Regions from separate parts of the Hordeum vulgare genome. Here region 2 is linked to region 1. The links are chromatin contacts, called in public Hi-C maps. All regions are on one chromosome and are shown on one strand. Each heading gives the region's core, a stretch centred on a gene start, on an enhancer-like site or on the middle of the called end of the contact. The rest is flanking DNA. Distances are from core to core; before and after follow the strand shown.

Evidence for each region. A called contact is a pair of places that touch in the nucleus more often than the background predicts.
Region 2: a Hi-C map of leaf shows a contact between it and region 1, with 3 times the contacts expected there. The contact joins the promoter of LOC123410039 here to the promoter of LOC123411205 in region 1. A contact is called at or near these places in 2 of 6 Hi-C or Micro-C datasets (both in leaf).

The regions. Positions count from the first base shown.
Region 1 is chr7H:453,060,722-453,063,421 of MorexV3_pseudomolecules_assembly, forward strand. LOC123411205 reads left to right here and starts at 1,293. Exons shown (of 5, transcript XM_045104149.1): 1 at 1,293-1,509; 2 at 1,584-1,718. The coding sequence starts at 1,318.
Region 2 is chr7H:453,954,958-453,957,657 of MorexV3_pseudomolecules_assembly, forward strand. LOC123410039 reads left to right here and starts at 1,430. Exons shown (of 1, transcript XM_045102920.1): 1 at 1,430-2,379. The coding sequence starts at 1,572. The coding sequence ends at 1,952.

The sequences.
Region 1 (2,700 bases), core at 43-2,542:
TGAGAAGGATAAGTTAATTAAGACATGGTCAGAATGGCTGTTCGGCATCTTGGCTGACCAACCAACCAAATCAAGGGAGATGATCATCACGCTTCTCTGGAGAACCCGGAGTTTGCGCAATGACATTATCCATGGGAAGATGGTTCCGCCCCTGCAGGTCTTTCGCGCCTTCTTGAGCAGCTACCTTACATCTTTTGATCAAGCACAACGACTTAATGTGGATGACATTATCAAGGGCAAGCAACCAATGAAGGAGATACCAACCAGGTTACCGCCTGTTCGAGTGCCGATGAGGCCATGGACCAAGCCTCCCACGGGCTGGACGACGTTTCGGTGTACGGAGCTCTCTTTCCAAAGACTGGCGAGGCGAGTACTAGCATGGTGCTTCAGAACTTTGACGGCTCGGTGATCTTCTCAACCTACATATATTTGTTCCATTGAAAGGATGCTCTTGAGGCGGGGATCAACACTATATTGGAAGGTTTATCTATGTGCTTGGAACACACTGATCTCCTAGTGGTTGTCCAATAGGATAATCCAACAGCCGTTGCAGCCTTGACGGATGACTCGCTCGATCGATGTGCCTATAAATATCTCATGATAGAAATAAAGAAGTTGCTACAACTTCGGGGTTTTGTTCCGCTAAGAATTGATTGTAAACAAAATAGTGTTGCCCGTAGTTTAGCTAATATAGGGAGAACTAAACGTAGCATCGCTTGTTGGTTGCACCAGGTTCTAGACAACATAAAAAAGCTTGTTTTAGCAGACTGTAACGCTATTTCAGAGGAATAAATAGAGAGCAGCGTTTCTGCTCTCGGGCTCATTTGCACCCGCGTTCATGAAAAAATATACATTTTTAAAAAGTTTAAAATAATCAGTTTTTGTGGTAGATAATCTGATGCGTGAGGAACGCTTTAAATTTCAACTTATTTGGACATCTGAGCAGCTCTCAGCAAAAAAAAAAATCGAAGTCTGTAAAAAAGGTTTACTGTTCACGAGCTGTTCTGACCCGATTTGTCTTTTTTACCGAGAGTTGCTCATATGTTCAAATAAGTTAAAATTTAAAGCGGACCTCACACATCAAAATACATATCACATAAAACAAATTTAGATTTTTTTTGTATTTTTGTATTTTTTTTCATCAGCGAGAACAGATAAGCGAGAACAGTAGACTTGGATTTTCGCATATACCCCTTTCCTCGAAAAAAAAGATGAAATTAAAAACAAGAGGAAGGTCACAGGAAAGAAGAGATAGCCCATTTGGTTCGGTCCGACTCACCCAAGGAGCGCAGGCAGCCGTCGGCTCCCGGGAATCCAATGGCCATGACCCAGTCATCCTTCGCTCGCCGCCCCCCACCCCCCTCCGCGGCGCTCACCTCTCCCTCCTCCCCGGCCTCCTCCTCCTCCTGGCACCCCCCGAGGCGCGGGCCGCGCCGCCGCCGGGCCCTCACGGCCGCGTCCTCCCTCCATTTCCGGCCGGAGGACGTCGCCGAGCTCGCGCATAACAAGGTTCGCCGTAACTAGCTTAACGGATTGCTGCGTTCATCTTTCGATTGAAGTAAGGACTCGGCTCGTGTTTCAAGGTCTTGATTGCGGCGACGGCGGCGAGTGTGATCGGGCAGCTGGCCAAGCCCTTCACCTCCGGCAGGGACGTGGGCAAAATCGACATCATCAGGGTCGCCGCCCAGTCAGGGGGGATGCCCTCCACCCACTCAGCGGTGAGACCATCGTCTCCTGACCATTGATTCCTTCAGTTTGTTGTGCTGCTGCTGCCTTACTTACTGGAGCATGTTGAGAGCGTGTTTGGCTCTTAGTCCCTGCCTGCCTGCCTGCCTGGGATAAGGTTGTGCTTCTGTTCTTCCGGAGGCCATTTTGACCAATACATTTCCACCACTTTACATTAAGATGTACAGTACTAGCAGAATTACAAGATGATGAGAATATTTAAACATTTCTAGCGATTGTTATCTTATATTGCTGATGCAGATGGTTTCTATTATCTGCTCCCGGTCAAACTTTAGAAAAGAATTTGAGCCAAATACTTTTCGCCCCTTCCATTGCAACAATGAGACATAACAACGCAGCACTTTATGAAGTTTGGCAGCACGAATTGTAGGGTACCAAGTAATAAGAATGGAGATAGAACGGAAATGCGGATTCTCCACAATTAGTTGCGTCCAACAGCCCATGCTGTGCATATACATCTTGAAGTTTCAAAACGATTTGAAAGAAAATCATGGTTGTACTGCATTTTAATTTTTATGACATACCAATTATACATATACAATTTTGTGTCCTTGTACGGTTTGGAGGTGATCACATTTTGTATTGTCAATGCTCACATGCGGTAGCATATTATACATTTCTATTTTTTCTTCTGAAAACTCAGAAACTGTAATTTTACAATGGTTTGCGCCTTCCACTAGTTGCATATTTTCTTTTCTCTGTTATATATCTCTTGTTTGTCATGGTGAATAAACAACTTGTGGCCATCTATCTAATGAATAGTTTGTTACATATAAGCATCTGAAGTAGAAGCACAACACAATTCGAAATGAAGCATTAGTGCTAAAAAAGCACATCATGAAAAGAGAATAAAATTAAGGACACGTGAGACATGTATTTAAAATGGCGAAACCAAATCATGATATACCACAGGGAGCACAGATGTGACTGTCAACTATACAAGGAAAGTTGCAA
Region 2 (2,700 bases), core at 180-2,679, 890 kb after region 1:
TTCCACGTATAATTTTTGCTTTCTAGAAACACAGCTAGCATAGACCAGTCACGGGCATCTGACATGGACACATGACTAATTAACGGTCTTATGTCACTGATCATGGCCTGATGGGGTCATGGGAACAATGAGAATATTATCTTAGCTATCCACCCCTCGACCACATGACCACATACGGAGTACATATATGCAGGTATAATTAGCTCACCATATATTATTATATGCAGGAGTCCATGCGTGCATCTAATCAACTGAGTCCACCCATGCAAGTTTGACTGGACTATGCAGTAGTACAAGTTTAGGCGATTATCCGCTAGCCGTACGCTCGAAGCTTGGGATGAATGGGGGTCAAAATCATCGGCTGCCGATAGTGCGTGGAGTCAGAGAAGGAGCAAGGTAAACAAAATATAAGTGTGCTAGGTATCTGGAGTAGTACATAAAAAAAGGTTCAACTTTTGAGCTTTCATCTGACTGGGGCGACAAAATTATTCACCGGAATGCCGGTCTTCAGCTCAGCCACACTGCCAAAAAAGTTTTTTTAGTTCGTTCGATTGAATGGTCATGAGAATTTCTTCCACCTCAAGTCGTCTTCCTCCTCCTGAACCCCGCTCCAGTGTCAGGCTCCGCCACCCATGGCCGGCGGGCGGCGGCGCATTCATGCATGGCTCGCTACCTGCCCTCCCTCGAACCACCATCTACCATCGTGCTACCACACGTCGTTGGCCCCGACATCCCTGCAACACCCCCTTGCGGCTGAACCCGCCAAACCTCCGACTCCCCAACATCGACGTCCCTACCACATTGTAGCCGTCTCCGGATCATTTCGTGTCCGAGGCCTCGTTGGCAACCGCTGCGGCGTACACGTATGTCTCCGCCTCGGTGATGTGCATCATTTTCTCCCCCGATTCGACCGATGTTTAGCATAGCAAGAACATAAATATTCTGAGACCCAAATTCCCCGAAATTTCGGTGGAAAACGGGATGCCCGATTGAGAAGGGACGATATGGACATGGACGCTGGTAAATTTTCCTCGGTCAATTCAACACCTCGACCGATCTACAAGTTCCACAGCCGTCACTGTCTGGCTATTATGCCCCGTAATTTTCACAGAAACAGAAAATTTAGCGCCACAAGTGGTAAAAGAAGATCTCAGGAGCCGGCGAGCCGAGAAGATGCCGCTGTCTAATCCGCACGAGCCCTTGACCGCCTGGTCCGCCCCCGATCTCTGACCGCTCCTCCGGACTGGCTCGTATCTTTGACCGGTCCGATCATCTCCCTCCCCTTCCTTCGCTGACAGGTGAGCCCATCCCACCTGTGCCCCACCTGTCATAGGGTTAACGTTGCTGGGAATCCGTGGCTATAGAGTTTGCCTTAGCTACCGAACCTATATAAACTCGCGGCTTGTGCAGCCAAGCGGACACATATCGTCTGTTCGTCGTCATCAACTCATCATACACACACTAGACCACAGGTAAAACGAAGAAGAGTCGCCGTGATCGTGCGTACGTGCAGGCGCAGCTTAGCTCCACCTTTGCATCCGGGAGGAGTGACAAGGGGGGAACATACATATATGGCGGCGGCCATGGAGCAGAGCCAGGACGGCGGCGGCGTCAAGGTCAAGTTCATCGAGACGCAGTTCGTCAGCTCCGACGCCGCCAACTTCAAGTCCGTCGTGCAGCGGCTCACCGGCAAGTACTCCAAGATGCCGCCGCCGCCATCCGTGCACAGGCCTCGCCCAAGGCCCTGCAACAGAGCCGACAAGCAAAGGCGCCCATGCGTCTCCGGCAGCGACCAGCTGACGGCTGCCGCGCCGGCCAAGCCAACGGGGGTGGCCTTCGAGCCGATGCGCGTGGAAGAGCTGAACGGGCTCTGCGACTTTGCCGACCTGCTCTACGCCACCCCGAGCGCGCGGCGCCACGGCGGGAGCGTCGTAAATGGCTTTCCTTACTGATGCATGCATGGCCCGAAGAAGAATCGTGTTGCCCTTCTCCCTTTTGTGGGAGGATCACGCGCGTATTTGCTTGAGGGTTGCCATTGCCATGGCAGTACTGGCCCAAGAAATCCCTTTTTCCCAAATGCTCACTGGGAGCGCCAGATGTGACCTTCCTCAAGCACAAGTGGAAGTAAGAGCAAAATAGGAAACTGTATGGATATTTGTGTTCAGCGAAGAAATAGATATGTATGCGCGCGCTGGCAAACAAGCTAGGTGTCGTCTTCGTGTCGACGGGTTACATACATGGGCAATTGTAAATGTTCAATTGGGTCATCTGTAGTAGAATTAGAATCGCTCATGATGTTTTCAGCCTTTTGCAGAACTGTGTACCAGGATTAGGATTAGAATCTTTTTGGAATAAAAAAGAATTATAATCTTCGGTGAATGTCTCCCACGTGAATCCACTGACCTGAACTGAACGACTGAACCCAAGTGATTCGAGCAGGAATCCCCTAACCTGAACTGAATTTGGTGAGAACGCGAATAGGTGGGCCGGCCTACTCACTTCAAGTAGTTTTTCTTGGGACCTCCTATTAGGGAAAAACCGTATTTACCACTCTTCGCGTCAAATAATCGCTCAAACGCACAGGCGCGCGACAAACTGGTCCGGCCCATCCCCCTCTGCAGGCAGTTCCGGTTCCTGCTTCATTTTTTTGTCCTTTTTCTTTTTCCTTTTTTTTTATTTTTTCATTTTTCTGTTTCTGTT